Linked DNA regions of Muntiacus reevesi: region 2 is linked to region 1. Evidence: chromatin contacts called from public Hi-C data. All regions are on one chromosome and are shown on one strand. Each heading gives the region's core, a stretch centred on a gene start, on an enhancer-like site or on the middle of the called end of the contact. The rest is flanking DNA. Distances are from core to core; before and after follow the strand shown. Region 1 holds the start of RRM2 (ribonucleotide reductase regulatory subunit M2). Region 2 holds the start of ODC1 (ornithine decarboxylase 1).

Region 1 (6,514 bases), core at 3,112-5,611:
ACTTATATTCATATGGAAAGTGGAATTTTTAAAAATAATTTCATTTCTATTTGGCTGCACTGGGTCTTTGTTGCTTTGTGAGGGCTTTCTCTAATCGTGCCAATTATAGTGAGTGGACTTCTCATTGCAGTGACTTCTCTTGCTGGGAAACAAGAGCTCTAGGGTGCATAGGGCTTCAGCAGTTGTGGTGCATGGGCTTAGTTGCTCGGTGGCACATGGGATCTTCCTGAACCAGGGATTGAACCTGTGGCTCCTGCACTGGCAGGCGGACTCCCAACCACCACACCACCAGGGAAGTCCAGAAAATAGAATGGTTTTTACAAGAGATTGCTGGGAGGGAGGAATGGGGAGCTAGTGTTTAATGAGATGATAAAAAGTTCTGGAAATGGATGGTGACAATGTTTGCATAATGCTGTAAATGTGCACTTGAAAACGGTTCAAATAGTGAATTTTAGTTTATGTATGTTTTACCACATGCAAAAAAAAGATAAATTAATCTAATAAAGCCTTTAGATCTTTCCGTTTAAATACAGGGATTAGCAGAACAAGTTAAATGATAATGTGAAGACACACGAGATAAATGTAGAATGTGGGACAGTCTACAAGAAAACTAGCCTGGACTTTGAAAATTCGATGTCATGGGGGAAAAAGGTGGAGGAGTTGTTCGAATCAAAAGAGACTAAAAAGACACAATAACCAACTATAATGCATGCATTTAATAGGATCCTGCACCAAAAATGAACAAACCAAATTAAGAGACTTATGGACTAGATATTGATATACAGAATTGATGTTAGTTTTCTTAGGTCTGAATATGGTATTGTGGTTATGTTAGAAAATGTGGATACTTTTAGGAGCTACATGATGTAGCATGCTGAAATATCTAGGTGTGAAGTGTCATATCTATAACCCACATCAAATGATCCAGAAAAAAACAAAGTGTCACATACATGTAGAGTGGGATGGAGCAAATAGGGCAAAAGAGAAACAACTGTTGAATCCTAGATGATGGGTGAACACTGTAGACTTCGTCTCATTTTTCTGTATGTTGAAAACATTAAATACATATATATATATATATATATATATATAAATATATATATATATATTTATCTGGCTGTGTGAAGTCTGAGATGTGGCATGTGGGATTTACTTCCCTGACCGGGGATTGAACCTAGGACCCCTTCATTGGGATCCTGGAGTCTTAGCCACTGGACTATGAGGGAAATCCCTGTAGAATACATTCCTTAAATTAAAAAAAAAATCATTTATTTATTACTATTTTATGTTTTGGCTGTACTAGGTCTTGGTTGCTGTGCGGGGGCTTTCTCTAGTTGCTGGGAGCAGGGGCTTCGCATTGCCACTGCTTCTCTTCTTCTGGAGCTCTGGGTTCCAGGGCATGTGGGCTCTGTAGCTGTAGCAACAGGCTCTGTTGCTACAAGGCATGTGGGATCTTCCTGGACCAGGGATGGAACCCAAGTCCCTTGCACTGGGAGGCAGATTCTTATCCACTGGGCCACCACCAGGGAAATCCCTGTTGAAAATACTGTTAATAAAAAGTTGGGAAAGAAAAGTTGCCGCTGTGCAGTGAAAGGAGCTGTGTGACCTTGGCAGCCTCCTTGCCTCTCGGGCCTTAGTCTCAAACTAAGAACAGGGCTGAAAACACCTACTTTCCCACTGTCTCTGGATTAAAGTGTAAATCGCCTGGTCCAGCGGCTATAGGGTCATCGTCATTAGTACTATTATGACAGTCTCCAGCACGATGTCAGGTATATATGGAGGCATGAGCGGCATCGGGAAACTCACTTGAGCTCCCTGGGTGGGCTGACGCTTAATGATGCTGCCTGGGGGTGAAGCGAGCGAGGGGCCGGGTAGATGTCACTGAGCCGCATCTCGTGCGCCTCCAGGCGGAAAAAAAAAGTGCGACTTCGGGGGGCGTGGCCACTGGGGGGCGGGTGGCGGAAGCGGGGTGCGGCTTGCGGTGGCCGGCGTGGGATCCCAAAGCTATGAATGAGCACGGTCTCCCGGAAGTTGGGGGCGGAGCCTCCGTGTGTGGACCAGTCGCCGAGGAGCTGTCAAAACTGGCGCGGAAGGGAAAAGGGGGAAGATCCCAGGCGGATCTCAGCGCTTGGCGGCTGCCGGGAACAATCTCTCTTCCGGGGACTGGGCCAGACCTGGTCCCGCCGGGGCCCTTTCTCTCTACAGTACCCAGGCAAAGAGACGGACGGGGCCACTGCAGACCAGAACCTTGAATCGGCTATGTGACCCCTCGGCGGGGCCACGTAGCCTTCGGCCCTTGCTTCCTTCTTTATAAAGTGAGAGCAGTAAAAACCCGATGTAGGGGGAAGTCGGGACATGCCGGAATGACTCAGAGGTGGGAGGAGGCGACGGTAAGGAAGGCGGCTTACCGCCCCCCACCCCCACCACCACTGCCTCGTGGCTGTTCAGCCGAAAATGAAGTCACAGCTTCTGGCTCTCAGAGTGATCCTTTATGGTACCCGTGCACAGACTATATAGCAGGAGCTTATAAAAAAAAGCACATGGTGCCTGGGGCAGCCACCAAAAGGAGCAGGTCGGATATGAATTACCCGAAATCGGAATGTGAGTCAGGTATTAGAGGATACCAAGGACTTCTCGATAGTTTTGTTAGTTTTATGGCTGATAAAGTTATGACCACATCTGTCAATAAAAATACCCATTTTCTGGAGGTACATGCCAACGGGGAAATTGACAATGTCTGTGACTTGCTTTCAAACACATGATTGAGACCAAAGTTTTAGTTGTTGCTTTGTCTAAGAGATGTGATGGTCGCTGACCTTTCTTCTCAGGCTTAGAGAATACTTTAAACACAGTATACAGTACTCTAAGAAATAGACCTCTGTGGGGAGGGTATCCTTCCCTACCCTCACCTATTTAAAGTATTGTATCTAGAAAAGACAGTGTACAAAGTCCAAGCCTCACTCAGTGACAGCCCTGAGTGTGTGAGCTGTTAGAGCTTATCCTGGTTAATCATTTCTTTCCTGGATCCTAACACTTCTGTCTCATCAGTCATTTCTGGCGTTTTGCCACATGCAGGGCAAAAATCTATGGCAAATTTGAAAGACCAAGTGTAAAGTAAAATTAAAATATTACTAAGTTTATGCCTCCACCATCACCCCAATGGAGGGTTTCAACCTCCTCTTCAAGCTCTTTGAGGCCCAATACGCAGTAAATGGGCTTATTTGGGCTTCCCTGGTGGCTCAGACGTCAAACGTCTGCCTGCAGTGCGGGAGACCGGGGTTCGATCCCTGGTTTGGGAATATCCCCTAGAGAAGGAAATGGCAACCCACTCCAGTATCCTTGCCTGGAAAATTCCATGGACAGAGCAGTCTGGCAGGCTACAGTTCATGGGGTCGCAAAGAGTCGGACATGACTGAGTGGACTTCACTTTTCACTTTTAAAGGAGTATATGAAGTCCTAGTTATTCAATCATTCTCGGAACTTTTTCTCTGAATCTTCGCTCAGTTTGCAATTTTTAAAACACTGTCGACGTTGAGGACGAGATTTCAGGGGGAAACTTCACCAAAGACCCTCTCTGTTATCAGCTTGAAGGTTTACAATGGACTTCGTATTGTTCATGAATTACCTCATTTAGTCTTCTCGTTTTATTAGAAAGCCCGCAGCTTAGATATGGCTACAAGCCCATTTTACCAGCGAGGGGACAACAGATGACGTGTCCAAGGGACACAGCCACTGCACCCCGGGGACCCTGTAGTTCCGCGGCTCTAACCGTTAGGCGGTCACCACCGGCCAGCCCCCACCTTTGCCGGGCCTCAGGGACCTGGAACCCCCATCCGGGTACACACACGTATCCAGATCGCCGCAGCCACATCTCCCTCGCAGTCAGGGGCGTTTTACGGGCCTCCGTACCAAGCTCATCTGCAAAAACTATTTACGCGGAACCGAGAACCGGGTTCCAGAGACGTCTTCAGAGAGGTGGGGCTCCGCGGGGGTGGGGAATTCGCTCCCGCTCGCGGGCCGGCGGGCTCCAATCGCGTTGCTTCATTCAATCCCAAACCGTTCCGGGGACGCGCGAGAGTGCCCTCGCGCCCGCTAGGGCGCACGGAGCGCGCAGGGGCTGCAGCCTTTGTCCGACGAGGTCTTCGGGGAGGCGGGCGGCGGCGCTCGCGGCCCCCCAGAGGCCTGGGAGGGGCAGGTGCCCGGGGGTCCCGGGAGGGCAGGGCCTGGGGGCCAGACTGAGCTCCCGCGCTGCGCTTGAATCTGTGTGGGGTGGGCGGGGCCAGCCGGGATCCAGCCAATGGGGAAGTGGCCCCGCCCACTGGGCCGGCGCCTGGGGTTTTAAATATTCCCCCGCGGGGCCTTGCAGGGGCTCTCGGGACTCGCGCGCAGCCCCACCGCACTGACCTTCTCGCCACCATGCTCTCCGTCCGCGTCCCGCTCGCCACCATCGCTGACCCGCAGCAGCAGCAGCTCTCGCCCCTGAAGGGGCTCAGCCTAGCGGACAAGGAGAACACTGTGAGCGCCCCGGGGGGCGGGGGTCGGGGGCAGGGCGGCGGAGTCCTGTGGGTGGGTTGGGGCGCGGGCAGGCCTCTGACCACGCACCTCCCTACAGCCCCCTTCCCTCAGCGGGACCCGTGTGCTGGCCAGCAAGACCGCGAGGAGGATCTTCCAGGAGCCCTCAGAGCCGGTGAGTAGGTGGGCTGCGGCGGGGGCGCGCGGCGAGGGGGCGCTGCAGGCAAGGCGGTGCGGGCGGAGCCTGCTTGGCGCCAAAGCCTCATTGTCTGCTCTCAAACCCTACCCACCTTTCCCGGGCCCGCGCTGCCTTCCCGCCAAAGTCTGTTCCCTCCCCAGCACCATTGCACATCTGGACATTTCCTATTTCTCTATACTCCCATAAAATCCAAGTATGACAACCGACTTACATTCAGGCCCATGGGATTTCTGATCATTGGAGGTATTCTGCTTGAAAAAGAAATGACAGTTTCATGATTCGCCCTATACTTAACATTTTTTTCCCCTTACATTTTCCTCTCCCAACAGAACCCTAAGCTATCTGCCCCCAGTGTGGAGGACGAACCACTTCTGAGAGAAAACCCCCGCCGCTTTGTCATCTTTCCTATCGAATACCATGATATTTGGCAGATGTATAAGAAAGCTGAGGCTTCCTTTTGGACAGCTGAGGAGGTAATCAGATGCAGCAACTAGGAGACTTAAAAGACCCTTTGCCCATTGCCTCTCTAGAGGAAGACCCCAGCCGGGCCGGCTATAACATGTTTAAAATATGCTTTGCTGTTCTCCCTATCCCTGTTTGGAATGGTTGTCCACTCAGGATGTGAGATGTTCAAATTGGCAGAATATGGGAGGGGTATATAAATCAGGTGGTGCTAGTAGACTTATTAAAGTTGAACCATTAGGCGTATGTGTGAAGGTCCTGCCGGCTTGAACCCTTTGTGAACTTCTGTATTTCAGGTGGACCTTTCCAAGGACATTCAGCACTGGGAAGCTCTGAAGCCTGAGGAGAGATATTTTATTTCCCATGTGCTGGCTTTCTTTGCAGCAAGTGATGGCATAGTAAATGAAAATTTGGTGAGTTCCCCCTGTCTCCCACCCCTCCCCCCAGCCCCGGAAAAAGTACCTTTACTCAAGATTTACGTGAGAACTAACAATTCTCTTTTTTGTCTTTTAAAATTTTGCACACTGAAGATGTATATATCTATATCTGTAAACCAGGGTTTTATATTCTATGGCATTTTCTGTTCTATAGTGTACTTTACAGTTATTTTCTTCCTTATGGTATTTTTTTCCCTCAACTGTGCAGAAACAATGTTAAGGCAATGTTATGTGAAGGAAATGGCAACCCACTCCAGTATTCTTGCCTGGAGAATCCCATGGACAGAGGAGCCTGATGGGCTACAGTCCACAGGGTCACAAAGAGTCGGACACGACTGAGCGACTTAACTAAGTGATAGTAATACATCCAGAACCCTAGTAACTATCTATTTGCTCTCCATTTTGTGGCTTTGCTTTTTTTTTAATAACTGGTCACATCTATGTCTTGAGTGCATCCTCCTTGCAATGAATGAAAATGAATTGCTATGTCTAGCTTATAATGATACAAAAACGGAAGTGTGAGGCAACCAGTGTTCATTGACTGAATTGCTGCTGGTAGATTTTCCATAAAATGATCTTTGTGTTTTACCACTAGGTGGAGCGGTTTAGCCAAGAAGTTCAGATTACTGAAGCCCGTTGTTTCTATGGCTTCCAAATTGCCATGGAAAACATACATTCGGAAATGTATAGTCTCCTCATTGACACTTACATTAAAGATTCCAAAGAAAGGTGAGTATTTGGGTGGTGATATGCCAACATATTTATTTAGGATTACTGGTTGTTACTTTTTGAAATCGTATAGGGATAGAAAAATGACTCTAAAATGAGTAAGTCAAAGAAACTCCTAGCACCCATGGTCATGTCTACTCTTAAGAACAGGCCTAAATTCACTTTACTAGTCAAT
Region 2 (6,649 bases), core at 2,926-5,425, 290 kb after region 1:
CGTTCCAAAAGAAGCCTGCTGGTTTTAAGCGTGGCACCAAATTTGACACTGAGGCGACAGACTGCTTTGGAATCATCAGTGGCGATACGCAAAACCAACCTAGAAGCAAGAAAAGTATATCAAATTTCCCACCGACACAAGATCACCTACAGCCGTGGTTAAAATAACTCCTTGGCTCTGATACCCTGTGGTCTAATTTGGTACACAGATAATTTACTAGTATGGAAATCTAACAACTGGAAATTTGAGTTTGTTCACATTATACATGTCCTGTATCTGATCCACCCTCAAATGGAGTAACTCACTTGGCCTTTGGATGTGCCCTGGCAACTTTCATCAGCTCGACTTCACTATCAAAAGTCATCATCTGGACTCCGTTATTGGCGGCATACTTAATCTGAGACACTTGTTTACACGGATTGGCATAGATAATCCTCTCTGGGGGCACCCCAAGACTCTGCACCAACTGTATTTCAGTCTGAAAAAGAAGAGGTATTTACACATGTAGCTAATATATGGAAAGCTGGCCCATGAGAAGCTGGCACCATGCCCACTCTCTTTAGCACCCTCTGCTCAAGCAAAGCAATTCTGATCTGCCCTGCTGGGACAGACATCATTTGAGTTCTGCTGCTTTTGCTCACCTTGCTGGCACAGTCAAATCCTGTCCCAATGGCAGCGAGTGTCTTCACTATGGTTCTGCTATCATTGCATTTGACTGCATAAAAGGGGGTGACCCGAGGAAGAGCTTTCAACCATCTCAGATGTTTCTTCAGAATGTCTCCCAGGTCCGCAACATAGAAGGCATCCTTATCATCCTGCAGTAAGAGTGGTTACAGAAGACCCATCAGCAATTTTAACAGATGTGACCAAGGCACAGCCTTCCCTTCTCTTGCCCATCATTCTCATGAACCCTACTCTAGTCAATCATGGACATGATAATCACTATTGTCACTGGAGGATCCACAGCCAATTATAAACTCCCAATTCCTGAACAAGCCATTTCCATAAGACCCCTCTGAAGTTTCCCATTCATCTGCCTAACATTCTCAAAGCTGCACTACCAGCACGGACTTCACATATACTTACAGAAGAAGAAACTTCATTAATTTTTTGGTCCAGAATGTCCTTGGCAGTAAAGCCTTCATCCAAGAAATGGCAGTCAAACTCTTCATTACTAAAGCTGTTCATGGTTTCTTGATGTCTTTTTGAGACACAACAAACTGCAAATAGAGCAGACAAATCTACTCAGAAGTCTTTTTAATACTTACTAACTCCTAAGATAAACTTGCAACAATCACAAATACTTACATAGAAAACTTAAGAGATGGAATTTAAAGGGATTATGCCCACTTTTCACAAAGGCAATTTTCCAGGAATTCCAAGTCCACTGAAGATGTGTGTGCTCTCTGTGCAGCAGTGGAAATCTTTGATAAACACACAATCTGCTGTCCACCTTCAGAACACATTAAATTGGAAGATCAGGCATTGACAGCACACACACACACACACAAGAAGCAGGGCTACTAAAGCACCCTCCCTGGGTTTGGAAATCCCATTATTCCTAGGTTTAAGTCCCATGATTCTATAAATCTCAATGGAATGAGGACCTCACAAATTCAACACTAGAGTTTTTCACACTCAACTTCCATATATAATACTGTACTTAGTCACTCAGTCGTGCTTGACTCTTTGTGACCCCATGTACTGTAGCCCTCCAGGCTCCTCTGTCCATGGGATGGATTCTCCAGGCAAGAAAACTGGAGTGGGTTGCCATGCCCTTCTCCAGAGAATCTTCCCGACCCAGGGATGGAACCCATGCATTGCAGGCAGATTCTTTACCAGCTGTGTTATCAAGGAAGCCCATATATAGTACTGTCCACCTCAAAAAAGGCACTCCAAACATCCTTGCTAAAATGCAGAATAGAGGTTTCAGAAACTTTCCTGGACTTAGTCCACTGAGAAGGAAAAAGCTTCATGACAGTTAGCTTACTTTATTTCAGACCTGTTTTTCTTTAGAAGCTTAAAACACTATTATAGCAATTTTGCAAAGCTGCCGTATTTCCTACATCCGCTAAGTCTTATACAGAAGAACTTTCAGTGACCAACAGACATTGTTATCAATTTACTGAGTGCTCTAAATTTTCCTGAGAAATGAGCTAATTTTCATGCTAGGCATATGTTTTTTTTTAAAAAATGCAATCTAAAAAAATCAACAGAATATATTACAGCTGCTGCATCTGAATGGCAATCGATATTCTAAAACCAGCACTGCCTATTAAACTAGCAATTCTGGGAATCCCAACTATCCTCACAGGCACTCTAACTTACAAGCTTGGCTATGAATGATAATCACCTGGGAATCATTCAACTATGAATTACAAGAATTAGCAAACAATTTATGAATAAGCAAAAATAAGGCTCATTTAACCATCAAAGTCACAGTTCGTGGCATTCACAAAATGTGACATTGGTCAATGAGTTACCTTAAAATTATTATTTTAATCTATTTAATCTGATAGGGAGGGCATCTTTTCCACTGTGCAACCCGCTTCAGTGCCTGCAGCCTACTGGCAGAGGCCAGGCAATGGTTCGGGGCCGCGTTTGCTCTGGCATGGGACACTATGAGAGGCCCAGGGGGACGAGCCTGCCATAAATCCAAACCCATGCATCGGAGAACTTGCAAGACTTGATCTAATGTGACTTGCTGGCTTTGTCAACCTCCTAGTTTCCTAATTCGCCCTTAGGAGAAGGGAACAAAATAAACACCAGCACACACATTCTGTCTACAAAAGTAACATTTAAATAGGGTCACCAGTGATAGACTGGGCCCCTTTAGGGTCTTTAAAAAAAAAAAAAGAAAGACAACATTCAGGCTTAAATTTACCAAGTGTGTGTTTCTCAGAAACACACCACTATTAAGTATTCTGCTTCCTTGTATCTTTCAAAGCTTTACTTCAGTAACTTTTGATACAGAGAAAGTTCACCCCAGAACATCTTTGGGTGTTCTTTCTGTATAGCTAAATTACTTAAAAAAGACATGGATTAGCAAAACATGGTCCTTCTCTGGTATGAAATTCTTTCTTGCCAATTGGGAAACGTTAGACAGGTACTAATTCAAACTGCAATTGAAAAATACAAATCGATTAAATTTTAGGTTTGAATGAAATTAGCACATTCTGTCCTCCCTACTAGACACTCCTAAGAGGTTCTATTTCAAACAGTCGGCCGTTTGGGGAAAATCTTGGGACTGGCTCCTACGTCTTAGTCGTTCGCCTGACCTTTAATCTAAGGACTTTTCTTAAATCACCAAGTCATTGAAAGATTCCGTCAACATTTCTAAGCCCGGCCGAGCAGTATCAGTTACACACGGGTTATCTCAGCTCTAGCGATCTGAGTGGCTTTCTATATTGGGCCATTCGCTCTGTACACACAGCAAGGAAAAAGGGGAAAAAAAAGAAGCTAAAATATAAATGAAAATTCCAGGGCAACACGGCGGAACGGCACGTGCACGAGCGGCCGGCACCCCGAGATCTGTGCCGGGCTCGCCTCCTGCCTCTCCTGCACCTGCTGCCGGACCACCACATGGTGTGAAAAAAATATAGCGGCTGAAGGGTTGAGCTTTTCAAAGAGCTTCCGGCTCAGAAAACCCTCACTGACGTGGTTCAGAAAAGGTGAACCCCGGGCCGTTCCAGCGCCAGGCTGCCCTTGAGCCGGAAGGGGTCGGGGCCCGGCTCCACCCGGGACCCCCAGGGCCGACGGGCCGGGCTCTGCGACCACGTGTCCTCGCAGCTCCAGGCGCCCGGTCTGCCCCGGCCTCCGGGACACGTGGCCGTCACCCCCCGCCTCTCACCCGCGCCCGCCCGCCCGCCGGCCTCCCTACCGCCCGAACGCTACCCCTCTTACCTCAGAGCGCAGGGGCGCGGGGGGCCGACCCCATGGAGACAACGCGCCGCCGCCGAGCGCTGCAGGACCCGCCGGCCGCCCCGCCGCCCCCGTCAGCCGCTCGCCCGGCCGCCCGCCGCCTCGCTCCCTCCCGCGGAGGACCGCCGGCCCGAGGTGGCGCCGGAGCGCTGGCAGAGGGGCGGCGGCGGCGGAGGCTGAGAGGGAACTGACAAAGCCCTGCGCGCCGCCGTGCCGCTACTTATAGTGCCGCGCGTGTCGTCATGGAGACGCACCAGCTCAAACCAGCCGCGATCGGTTCCGTCCGGGCGTCCTCCCCGGGAGGGGGAGGGGCCAACCCGGGACGGTGAGAGGGAGGGGCGGGGGGCGCCGGCGGATCGACGTCAGCGCCTCCGAGCCCCGCCCAACCCCGCCCAACCCCGCCCCTCCCGGGCCCGCCGCCGGCCCGAGCATGCGCACCAGCCGCGGGCCCCCGGGGCTCAGCGCGCTTGGCCGGCCGCCTAGGGCGGGGAATGGCTCGCACGCCAGCCGAAGGATTGCAAAACCTGCCTCTGACCGCCCGCCGGATGGCAGCGTGTGCGCCAAGCCAGCGCTCTCCTTCCACCTGGCATCAAATGCCGCGTGCCCTCCGGCAGAGAACGGAAATCGCTGGGCGCGAGCGGGCCACGTGGACCCTACCTGGCGGACCCCGGACCTTTTCTTTCTGCGGGACGTCTGCATATGCCGGTGGGAGGGCCTGGAGGTGATCCTGGCGCAGCTCCACCCCACGAAGAAGAGGGGCAGGAGGCAGAAGGGGCAGCGATCAGCGGGCAAATTAAGAGGCACAGCTCTGGGCGGCTCTCGAGCCGCTGAGCGTTTTGAACCGCGTCTGACATGTCCGGTTGTCCTCCTAGAAGGTAGCAGGCAGCCGAGGACACGCGAAGAGGCACGTTGCGCTTGTTAAGCCAGAGACTCGTCTAAGGGCGTTAGGGCAAGGGGTGGGAGGTAACAGGTCTGCAAGCCACCGGGTGCTCTACTGTCCTTTGTATTGTTGTTCAGTCGCTCAGTCGTTTCCGACTCTGCGACCCCAGGGACTGCAGCACACCAGGCGTCCCTGTCCTTCACCATCTCCTGGAGCTTGCTCAGACTCCTGTTGGTTGAGTCGGTGATGCCATCCAGCCATCTCATCCTCTGTCGTCCCCTTCTCCTGCCTTCAACCTTTCCCAGCATCGGGGTCTTTTTCTAATCACTAGGCTCATCAAATCAGGTGGCCAAAGTATTGGAGCTTTAGCCTCAGTCCTTCCAGGATTTATTTATTTTAGGATGGACTGGTTTGATCTCCTTGCAGTCCAAGGGACTCTCAAGAGTCTTCTCCAACACCACAGTTCGAAAGCATCAATTCGTCCGTGCTCAGCTTTCTTTATAGTCCAACTCTAACATCCATACATGACTATTGGGAAAACCATAGCTTTGACTATTCAGACCTTTGTTGGCAAAGTAATGTCTCCACTTTTTAATACACTGTCTAGGTTTGTCATAGCTTTTCTTCCAAGGAGCAAGCATCTTTTAATTTCATGGCTGCAGTCACCATCTGCAGTGATTTTGGAGCCTATGATAATAAAGTCTGTTACTGTATTGAGTGGCGCTTATCAATGACTTCTCTGAGGGCAGCTGTGATTGGCTGTCTTTGGGAGGGTTATGTGAGTCCCAACACAGCAACAGTGTCTATGGGAGAAATACCATATGGCAAAAACTGGGAAATTAGGAGTCCCCAGGAGTGCAGCCAAGACTATGGTGGAGAACTGGCCTCTCCCAGATGCTGCCCACCCTCACCACCCCTGCCAACCTCAGGGAGGCATGTGGGGCACTTTTTCCCCCTTGCATTTAAAGTGTTCCTTCCCTTGTAGACAAAGTCCAACAGATACCATTATGTCCCAACGTAGGGTGTGACTGACCTGAGGGCTGCGGGTGGGAGTAAAAAGGTGTGAAACTAGCCCTAACCACACAGTCAGTGCAGGGGACAAGCCTGGCAGAGCTCAGTACTATAGTCTACCTTGGTCTCAACTTGCTGTGTGACCTTGGGTTAGTTACCTCCCTTCTCTGGGCCTCAGGAGGAAATTGGACTAGATGACCCAAGGATCTTCACTGCTACAAAAACCTCCTTTGTGAAGAGTACTAGTTTTATGAATGCAGAAGTGAATGAGTAATCGAACTTTCCCTGGGCCATGCGTGGCTTCCACAGAATCAAGGAGACAACAGAAGAGAGTAAACAGCAGCGAGTCCTCGTTACGTGAGGGGACATGACAGCTGCCTTTTCTCTTGGTCACCCTGATCAATTTCATCTTTACGTAGTCCTTGAGCAACCACAGTACCAGGTACCACTAGGGAGAGAGAGGGGGAAGTTACTCTACCCCAGCAAGTTTAATTCCTAGGAGGGATTGAGATTAACAATGCAATAAGCAGTCCCATCAGAGAACATTACAGCCCCAGGCACTCACTAAGTGGGACAGCTTCGTGGTGAACACTCTGGGATTTGTCCCCGCTCTGTGAAGAAACATTTTGTTCCAGTGACATGCAGATTTTTTTCCCTCAAATTCCGGAAGTCTCCCGGGTCCAGTGCCAAGGCCAAGAAGGAGCATTGTCTGTGCTCCCTGGCTCTCCCAGGCCCATCAATCAAGCAGTCCTTGTGGTGATCACTGTCCCCTGCTATTGGGCTTCCTTCCAGTGGGGGGAACCGGATGTCTCCGAGTATGGGCTCCTAGTGGGAGCC

The links. A called contact is a pair of places that touch in the nucleus more often than the background predicts.
Region 2: a contact with region 1 is called in a Hi-C map of blood, with 2.6 times the contacts expected there. The contact joins the promoter of ODC1 here to the promoter of RRM2 in region 1. A contact is called at or near these places in 2 of 3 Hi-C or Micro-C datasets (blood and muscle).

The regions. Positions count from the first base shown.
Region 1 is chr3:18,670,404-18,676,917 of mMunRee1.1, forward strand. It overlaps RRM2 (ribonucleotide reductase regulatory subunit M2), which reads left to right and starts at 4,362. Exons shown (of 10, transcript XM_065928584.1): 1 at 4,362-4,515; 2 at 4,613-4,687; 3 at 5,041-5,184; 4 at 5,470-5,586; 5 at 6,206-6,339. The coding sequence starts at 4,417.
Region 2 is chr3:18,959,801-18,966,449 of mMunRee1.1, forward strand. ODC1 (ornithine decarboxylase 1) reads right to left here and starts at 4,176. Exons shown (of 11, transcript XM_065928587.1): 1 at 3,904-4,176; 2 at 1,087-1,220; 3 at 642-815; 4 at 306-478; 5 at 1-99. The coding sequence starts at 1,188. It overlaps LOC136165822 (small nucleolar RNA SNORA42/SNORA80 family), which reads right to left and starts at 2,667; the gene lies at 2,535-2,667.